3 separate regions of the Mus musculus genome follow, and all the other regions are linked to region 1. Evidence: chromatin contacts called from public Hi-C data. All regions are on one chromosome and are shown on one strand. Each heading gives the region's core, a stretch centred on a gene start, on an enhancer-like site or on the middle of the called end of the contact. The rest is flanking DNA. Distances are from core to core; before and after follow the strand shown. Region 1 has its middle 27 kb from the start of Gm52433. Region 2 has its middle 100 kb from the start of Tbl1x. Region 3 has its middle 83 kb from the start of Tbl1x.

Region 1 (3,176 bases), core at 149-2,648:
TAGATTCATCTTAAAAACGATTCCAGCAAAGAAATTGTTTAAATTGCCTTCCCATTGCGAACTATGCTCACTTGAGAAGATGTTAGCAATTCAAAATTGATATTCTAAAAATACTAATAATGTGCATATTCTTTTCCATCTGGGAAAAATTGGATTTATTGTGTATTTTTATCTACTTATCATAGATAATGTGGTTAACAAGAACCATCTAAATACTATTGTGTTTTAAAAATAAAACAATCAAGCTGGAAGCTAAATTTATCAATTGAAACCATGCTGAGTGTGTTGTCCCAGAGCCTGTGGAATGCTTTCCTTCCTTTAAATCAAATGATCATTTTCTATTTTCCAGCATTACTCATCAGCTTATATTTCAGGCTTTCAGCAAATGAGGTTGTGGCAAACTTTTTCCCCCAATATCTTTGAAGGCCAGAATACACTGTGTGAGCATGAATATATAGATTATCAATCCATCACTGTTCTGACAGCTCCTCACCTAGACAGTTGATCAATAGCACAAGGTCTTGCTCAGATACCTTGTCACAAATCTTGTTAAATTACTTCTAAATGTAACCCCACAGAAATAAATAAAATGAGACTATAAACATGGGAGTGGATAATCTATGGGTTAGATTTATATGAAAATACATTAAACGCTGTTTCCTTTCAGTGTTGGGGAAGAGCTTAAAATTAGGTAAAAGTTCTTGGGGCTAGAGATCAGTGGGTAAGAGCACTTTCTAGGCAAGCTTGAAGACATGAGTTCAAATCCAAACATTCACAAAAAATCTAGGCTGAATTTCACATAACCCTATGACTCCAGCCAATTGCCTCCAAGGTACCAACATTTCCTTGAATTTTTGAGTATACAAAGTAACTATTTACCACAACATACATCTGCAAAGGAGACTTATTAGTTCTTTAATTCTTTCTGTAACCAAATACCTGACACGAAGCAATTTATGGGCAGAAGGGTTTATTTTGATTGCAGTGGGAGAATGATTTCATCATGTCTGGAAAGGCATAGTGGCAGCAGTATCAGACAGCCAGTCACATTGACTACACAGTCAGAAAGAGGAGAATAGGCAGAAGTAGGGCTGGACAACAAAGCCTCAAGTCTTGCCACTAGTGACCAACTTCATCCAAAAAGTGTCCACCTCCTAGTGACCAACTTCTTCCAAAAAGTATCCACCTCCTGAAGGTTCTACAACCTTCCAAAAGAGGGTCCTCAGCTGGAGACAGCATGTTCAAACAAATGAGCCTCTAAGGAACATTTCAAATTCAAAACACAACAGGAGATTTATACCTACACGCTCATTTTCCAGGAAGGAAATAATAGGGCTTGTGGCTGCTTCAGTGATCTTGGTGACAACACAATCAAGACTGCCCCGGTTGCTATGGAGACCAAAAGCCCTTGGATCAAGTTCACAGTGCAGTGCTTTGGAAACAGCTCTGCCAGCAGCTGTTGGCATTGGGGACCTTGCTATAAAGAAGTCACAGAAAGGGAGGGGACAGTAATTGTTTTCCATTGAAAGTAAGGCGTACAAAGAGCATGCAGTGGGAGAATGACTGACCTAGATGCTATCAGAGGATTTAATGAACCCACCCTGGCTAGCAATGTTTTTAAAACCACCCTAACTGCTCAGCAAATGAATCCTGGTATGAATCTCCTCAGAAAGCTTTCTAAGGGGAGTGCACATGTGCTGCATAACCCAGAGCCAGCTAAAACAACAGCTGGGAGAAGAGCAAATAAATAGGTCAGGTATTTTAGGAGATAAACGTGCACTCCCCAAGGTCTCTTGTGCAACTTTTATGAAAAGCAGGTGAAAACATTTTTCTAGTTGTTTTAAACTTTTTTAATAGGGGTGATGATATCTGAAATTCCAATGCAGGCTGATAATAATCTCCCGTGGCCAATTACTTTCTATTGAACAGGAATTTGTATGTTTCAGAGATTTTTCTTAATTATTAGCAGAAAACATGGAAAGATGTGAAACCTTAAATACAACTTTCAATGTATTACAATAAGGACAAGATGAGTAGTGGGGTTGTTTTGCATCTGTATATATATACATGTTTGTATGCATGTGTGAGTATGAATGCACATATATACATGTGATTTTGAAGGTCGAAGTTTAACAATGAGTAACTTTCTCAATCACTCTCCACAATATATATTAAGGCAGGGTGTGGGGCAGGGTGTCTAATTTGAACTATGAGCTGCCAAATTCTGCTAGTCTAGCTAGCCAGATCACTCTGAGGATCCTTTGTTACCACCCCTCAAGCACTAAGATTGTAGGAGGTCACCAAGCATGCCTGGCATGTCCATGGGTTCTTGGTTTCTGAATGCTGATCTTCATGCCTGTGCAGCAAATAATTTACCCAGTGAAACATTGCCCAGCCCCCAAATGGCTTTTATTTAATTTATGAGTAGTAAATGTTGTAAAGGAATCATGACATGATTTATTAAATTTTTCTTATGTAATCTAGTATTTAGCATGGAAAAAAACAGGAATTGAAATCTGTGTGTACCAGAAGGCTTTTCTGACTGGATAATATATGAACTAATAGAAAGATGTGTTGTCATAGGCTGGGCTTAAAAAAAAATCCTCAATGGAAAACACAAAAGCCAAAACGATTTCTTTCCAAGGATGAGATCATAAGTGAGTGAATATTGGTTGGTCAACAGCCACAGTACTGAATCATTCTTGGAAATGAGATGTTTTAAAGCACATTTGCTAGTGGGTGGAGTAGGCAATAGAACAATCATTGAAATTCATCCTGCCTTGAGTTAGAAAGGGAAGCAGGAAAGTCTTGGCAGCAAGGCACTGAAATCCCATTGCTAGGGAACTAGTTCAATATTTTCCCTTCAAGTTAATATTTAACTATATGTTTTCTTCTTTCAACACTTTATCCATATTGCTGAGCACCTGTGAATTCGTCATGCTGAAGTAGATAGTATAAAAAAGAGAAACAATAAGCAGTAAATCAGTTCCCTTATCTCCGAGAGCCAAAAATAAAATTGGCTTGAGTTATTAAAATGAGTGCTTGTGAAAAGTTGCAATTTCATTCCTCTTTCTGTGATTAATACTTTGACAAAAGCAACAAAATAAAGAGTTTATTTTGTTTTGTTTCATCTCATGTTTAGATTAGTATAGTCCATTATTGGAGGGAAGTTGAAG
Region 2 (3,356 bases), core at 438-2,937, 360 kb after region 1:
TTGAAATAAAATTTTCCACCTCATTTTTATTTTCCAGTCTGCGGCCTCAAGTAGTGCTTCTTATAAAACACAATGTGCTTCTGCAGATGACTGGTGATTTTCCCCTAATATGTTCTAATCCTAACTATTTTCCGAGAGCCAGATTTGACAATTGCTCCCACAGCTATAAAAAGCATGTGTATTCTGAGAAATAAAAGATTAGGAAACGAGAGGAAAAAGATACAAAGGGAATTTTGAAAAAGCTGGTGCAGTCTGTCTGGTTGCAGCTCGAGCCAAGAATATGATGTCCTGAGAAGATAATTCTCTCCAGCAGTTTCAGAAAAGGAAGGCAGAGCAAATGGGGCCTGTGTATGAATCCATCAAAGAGAGGAAAGCAAGCTTAGAAACTGCCCTATCTCATTTGTGTGTTTTATTTTAGAAACATTAAAGACAAATGATTATTAGATCCTGTTAAAGAGCCAGTCCAACTTTTTTTTTATCTCTTTGTGGTTTATTGCTGCAGTAGGATTTTCTTGGGGATGTGTTTGTTTCTTTGGTTTGGGGTGGAGGATATTTGGAGAATTGTTTTCCTTTTTGTTTGTTTGTTTTATTTGTTCTTCAAAAAAAATCCTCAAGATAGACCACATATCCATCGTTCCATTGGCAAATTTGACAGTTCAGTAGTGTCAGTGTTAATAAAGAAGAAAAGCCAAGCCAAAAAAATCAACAGAAATGGGAAATCTGCAAAAAAAATATTTTCTCCTGGGTGGTTTAAATCTCAATGGTTACCCCAAATATTAAAATTGGGTATATAAAATAACTATGAACTTGGAGGGAGGAAGGGGAAGAAAGGGAAAGCAAGGGAGGGTAATAGGTGGTGTCTGTGTCTGTCTGTCTGTCTGTGTGTGTCTGTGTGTGTGTCTGTGTGTGGTAGAAAAATACCACAATGAAGCTCATTATCAGGAGCTGGTAAGATGGCTCAGTGGGCATTCGGGAGGCAGAGGCAGGCGGATTTCTGAGTTCAAGGCTAGCCTGGTCTATAGAGTGAGTTCCAGGACAGCCAGGGCTATACAGAGAAACCCTGTCTCAAAAAAAAACAAACAAACAAACAAACAAAAACAAAACAAAACAACAAAAAAAAAGATGGTTCAGTGGTAAAGTCTCTTCCATGTAAGCATAGAGAACCTACGTCAGATCCTCAATACTCATATAAAAGCCAAGTGCAGCAATATCACCTCAGCCTGGGGTTGGGGGAGATTTGGATATGGGTGGATCCACAGAGCTCACTGGAGGAGCCTAGCTGAATCTCATTCATTAGCCTGCGTCTAAAAATAGATGGAAAGCAATCAAGGAAAATACCCAGTCGCCTATTTACCTCCACACATGTGGGCACACACAGACATGCACATATATACCACAGGGAAAGAAAGAGACAGACAGAGAAAGAGAGACATTCACAAAATAAGCCCATTCCTTTGTTTTTCTAAGCAATAAATCAATAAGTGAACAACAAAATTTGGCAGCTGGTCCTATTTACAGAGATTTGGGGTTCCCAAATTCTGGCCTTGTTTTCTGTGGATCAGTATCATCTGAGAGCCATTTTCTGCAGCCTATGCCTGTGTTCTGCTTACTATACAAGGAACACACAGTTCTTGTTCCAAGGGGGTACTTAATGAGCCATGAGGCAAGTGCCTTACGTCACAGAGCTGCCCTGAGACTCTGAAGCGGCTTCCCACGAGGATGTGGTAGGAGCCTCTGCCAACACCCACGAGGCAGCATGATGTTCTTCTCCCGCATTTACTGATTCCTCCTTCAGAGGCTGCCCTGCGTGGGAGGGAGGTTTTATGGAATCTGACACACAGGAGAGTGTTAACTGGCTTGAACATTCTGAGCTTCCCAGCTCTTCCTGCATGTGAATGCGCTCATGATTGAACAATAGCACAGGCCGATGTGTTCTACAGCTAATGAACTGTATACTTGGACTACCACTTTTTGTATTAAGGTCCCTGAGTGTATGTAACTTCTATCCAAGCATGGGGAACATATATATAACTCAAAGCTTAAGAATGACTCAGGGGCTGCTGGATGACTGAGTATCTGAGCTTGATCCCCTGGCCTTTGCATGGTTGAAGGACAGAAGTATCTCATGAAAGTTGTTTTCTGTCTTACACACACACATCCACACATACAAAACAATATATATATATAGTGTGTGTGACTGATAATCTTTAAATTTGCAAACACAGAACATAGATCTTTCAAGCATTAATTCAACATTTCTTCTCAGAGCCAACCTCCCACCTTTCATAAAGTCCCTTTTTCTCATTATGCTCTGATAAAAGGAATAGTCACAGTCCATTGACCTCCCCAAATTTTTCTGTACTATGTAAAATAGCCAACAACTTTATGAACTACAATAGATCACTTACTTTTCAAAATTTAAAAAAAAAATTGCAAGTAGAGGATATTAGTTTGTTCATTTTTTTCTACAAAACAAAGCTAAGTTAGCTGAGTTGGGAAGGCTTATTGAGGATAAATTTTAAGTGTTTCATCAAACATTTGCATTGGAGAAAGATTACACTGAAGTATTTTCTGCATACATGCAATGGACTGCATTTTAACAGCTGAATTATAAACAAGAGTACTCTGATATAGTAAACCTTATATTGCTAAGAAGCATATTATGGTGGTTGAGGAAGTAGTTCATTGTGTAAATGGGCTTACTGTACAAGAATAAGGAAAAAATCTCCAGCATCACATAAAAAGCTAGGGATGGCCATACATGTGCTTGTAAACCAGCAGTGTAGGAGGAAGAGACAGAAGAATCTTTGGAGTTGGCTGGCTACTGGCATAGCTCCAGGCTCAAGGAAAGACCTTGTCTCAGACAACTAAGGCAGAAAGTAATAGAGCAGGACACTATATTCTCCTATGGACTCTTGGACATACACATGCACACATATACTCTCACACATGCATATATACTCAGTACACTCACACATAAAAAGTAATTAATTAAGCAAATATTTTTCTTGATAAAGAGTCCTACAAACCAGATTGGCACTCTTGGTATGTTTATCATCTTGTTCTACCTACATGGAGTTGAGATTTTTGGCATGTTAGCCAATATCTCATTTAGACAAGTATACTACACAATCAACTACAAGGGCTCCCAGAGAAATGGAATGACTCAGCTCAGAAAGTTCTAGGACCAGATCCAATAATCAGAAGGCCTCCAAAGAACATAGCCTGCCATGCACAATGAACTTTGAAACAAAAATTTATGAAGTTTGCACATTGTAACTGGGTCTTTCTCAAGCTTGGAAAATGGCCTTCTGAGTTCTAGATAATTATTCAAAATATAAGATCTGTATTTAGCA
Region 3 (3,369 bases), core at 459-2,958, 380 kb after region 1:
CTACATGATAGGAAAAGAGGGGGATACTGTGAAATACTGCCTTCTGAACGGCATGGTCACATAGTAGCTATAATTACCTGCATGAGATTTACACAAAAAAAGACATGAAAGGAGGGGATTAGCTGAGAAGAAGGAGCTCAGCAGGAATGGGAGGGAGATAAGAGAGGGTACCTGGGGTGTGAAATGATCAGAATACATTACATATGTATAGGAAATGTCAAAGAAGTGCATTAAAAAATTAAAAGATCAGGGATGCAGATAAGAGTCTAGGCACAAGGCACAAGAGATAAAAGGACTGGCAGCCTAATGACCTCCCTGTGGAGGGCTGCAGCAGAGTTTCTAGGGACTGTAGATCAGCCACAATCAATACCCATGGTGACATAGTGTGCTCCGAGGGACACATACAACTGTTACTTTCTTCAGGCTGGGGCTGATTCCCACAACTGTGCCATAACACCAGTTCACCAGGTTGTACAGTTTGTTTTGTTTTGTTGTTGTTTTGTTTTGTTTGGTTTTGGTTTTGGTTTTTTTGTTTTTGTTTTTCGAGACAGGGTTTCTCTGTGTATCTCTGGCTATCCTGGAACTCACTTAGTAGACCAGGCTGGCCTCGAACTCAGAAATCCGCCTGCCTCTGCCTCCAGAGTGCTGGGATTAAAGGCGTGTGCCACCATGCCCGGCTGGTTGTACAGTTTTTTAAACAGCCTTTGGCAGCTTTGGATGCCAACCAAGGAAGGCAGATGGCATAGCTTGGTGAATCTCAGGCCTTTGAGAAGAGCAATACTTAACACTTCAGTTTGTTTCCATTGGGACATCTCTGCTGGCCTGGTCAACTTGTATATGTTCTCTACAGTATGCACTGGACACAGAAAATACTATCTACTGGATAGACGTGTGGCAGTACAGTCATGTTGAATGAAAAAATGAATGCACTGAGGTTTCAGCTGAGAGGGACAATGCACATTGAATAGTACTGATTGTTAACTTGGCAGATTGAGGATCACCTAGGAGATGACCCTCTGGGCACACCTGTGAGGATAATCTAGCTTGGCTGAAGTCCTGACCTGGATAAAAAGGAGAAAGTGAGCTGAACATCAATCAGCATTCATCTGTCTCTGCTTCCTGACCACCAGCCTAAAGCTCTGCTTCTTGACCACCACCAGGACTACGCCTTCAAATTGTGAGCCAGATTAAACCCTTTGTCCTTTAAACTGCTTTTGTTGTGCTATTTTATCACAGTGGGAGTAAAGCAAATGAGACAAACAGGAGCTGATTCCCTACCACCACGACCATGTGCCATGTGAACTGCAAGGCATGTCCCAGCATGGTGGTAGAGATCCGTGCAGCTTGCTGGTAAACAGCTGGCAGCCCTTTGCTTTGAGACTTGGGGTGGTGTCTAGGTCATTAGGATGCACATTTCTCTGCACTGCTCTTTCATTTGAATAATCATTTGTCACAATAAGAAAAAAAATTGAGAGGGAAGGTTGAGAATGCATTGTGGTTCCAAACACAATTTTAAATCCCAACAAAATAGAGGCTAATATTTCAATAAGAAGGTTTTGTTTTCTTTGGTAACGAGTATTAGAAAGTTAAATTAAATGTGACCTAAGGAGAGAAAAATGAAAGTAACACATTGGCTCACATAGTCAAACCTCTCCTGAGTGGCCGTCAGGCTGCATTGGATCTAAGTACTCGTTTCTCTTTTAACTACTTGGCACAGTGAGTGTCCCTGCCTTAGAGCCATCTTTGGTTTTCAGAAGATGAATTTTATTGTGAGAGAATTTGCCTGTGCTTGCTTAGCAACCCCCAAAACAAAAACAAAACTCTGTAAGTCAAGAATTCGACTGAAAGTTCAGATCTTTGGAGGATGAAGGGCCCTGGATCCTTCCTTTAACAAGTTACTGTGGCAGAGGCTTATTATAAGCTCTCTGGCCTTGTCTGAGACACCCCAGAGCTCCAGATCAGAGTGATAGCCTAGTACAACACCAAAGAAACTCATCTTTTAGTCAAGAGGGGTAACAACATCTGTAAAAACCAGCATTTGGGAGGCTCAGGCAAGAGGACTGTCATTCATTCAAGGCCAGCTGGAAGTCATAGCCATCTGTAACTCCAATTCCAGAGAATCTGATGCCCTCTTTGGGTAACTGATCCTCTGGAGCTAAAGTTACAAGTGGTTGTGATCTGCCCAACATGGAGTCTGGGAACCAAAGTTTAGTCTTTATTAAGAATATCAAGCACTCTTAATTCCTGGACAAAATCATCACATGGGCCCAGATTTTATCATTTCTAGCAGCTTCCAGTAATAGGTTAGTGTTGGCACAATTCAATGAATATACAATGTGCCTTTATGCTTCAAAGTGCCTCTGAGATGTTGCTCTTAAAATGAATGGAAGGGGAAAGTTCACTAACACTGTGGAAGGCTCCAGAACTCAAAAGATCAACTTTGCTTTCTTTCATCTGATCAAGCCTAGTGCCCCAGGTGATTCTAAGTAACAAACCCAAAAATGTTTCTTTTCTAGTCCATGCTCAACTCACCCTTGAGATGTCTATTCAGATAAGATTGATATGTGCACACTTTCAGAAGTACTCTAGAATTATCTACCATCCTACAGCACTACCACTGGAATCAAACAAAGCAAAAACCACAGAGATGCCAACCAATTTTTTTTTTTTTTTTTTTTTTTGGTTTTTCAAGACAGGGTTTCTCTGTATAGCCCTGGATGTCCTGGAACTCACTTTGTAGACCAGGCTGGCCTCGAACTCAGAAATCCGCCTGCCTCTGCCTCTGCCCCTCTGCCCCTCTGCCCCTGCCCCTCTGCCCCTACCTCTGCCCCTGCACCCCTGCCCCTGCGCCCCTGCGCCCCTGTTCCTCTGCCCCTGTCCCTGCCCCTGCCTCTTCGAGTGCTGGGATTAAAGGCGTGTACCAACCAATTTTAGCCTCTGGCCATGCCTTGTTGGAACAACTCCCCTCCCCCCAAAATCCAAATATTCCTAGCCTTGACACCTTTTAGTATGTTTCTGAGCATAAAAGCAACCAAGGAGGAAAAACAGAAAAAAAAATATCAATAGCCATTTTACCACAAAAGGTACTGCTTTTGATAAACAACCTTTAAGGTCTCTGCCACATTCAGTCAAGGAAGATTCTTTCTATCTTCAAAGCCTACACAATGATCGTGTTGCTCTCCTCATTCTACAATATACCAAGGGCTCCCTCTTTGGTGCCCTGAATATTCTCAGCTCAGGGAACACAGATATTAGCAAGATGCTTCTCCAGCCAGAAAGGCATTACACAGGAATAAATTGTCAGCTGTCCCTCAGGCTACTGGGAAGCTGAAACAGACAGGTAATCTCTTTAAAACACAATCTCATGAC

What was found. A called contact is a pair of places that touch in the nucleus more often than the background predicts.
Region 2: a Hi-C map of uterus shows a contact between it and region 1, with 7 times the contacts expected there. The contact joins two enhancer-like sites.
Region 3: a contact with region 1 is called in a Hi-C map of uterus, with 4 times the contacts expected there. The contact joins two enhancer-like sites. A contact is called at or near these places in 5 of 484 Hi-C or Micro-C datasets (cortical neurons and uterus) and 2 of 115 datasets of contacts at active chromatin or transcription factors (astrocytes and fibro-adipogenic progenitors).

Annotation. Positions count from the first base shown.
Region 1 is chrX:77,049,518-77,052,693 of GRCm38.p6, forward strand. No RefSeq gene overlaps it. Among named protein-coding and RNA genes, the nearest start is that of Gm52433, 27 kb to the right of the region's middle. Within about 2 kb of position 1,399, at least 33 of the 459 cell types and tissues checked have an H3K27ac peak or open chromatin away from gene starts, as enhancers often do. A contact at or near this core is called in uterus, where this site is marked.
Region 2 is chrX:77,407,859-77,411,214 of GRCm38.p6, forward strand. No RefSeq gene overlaps it. Among named protein-coding and RNA genes, the nearest start is that of Tbl1x, 100 kb to the right of the region's middle. Within about 2 kb of position 1,688, at least 38 of the 459 cell types and tissues checked have an H3K27ac peak or open chromatin away from gene starts, as enhancers often do. A contact at or near this core is called in uterus, where this site is marked.
Region 3 is chrX:77,426,308-77,429,676 of GRCm38.p6, forward strand. No RefSeq gene overlaps it. Among named protein-coding and RNA genes, the nearest start is that of Tbl1x, 83 kb to the right of the region's middle. Within about 2 kb of position 1,709, at least 12 of the 459 cell types and tissues checked have an H3K27ac peak or open chromatin away from gene starts, as enhancers often do. A contact at or near this core is called in uterus, where this site is marked.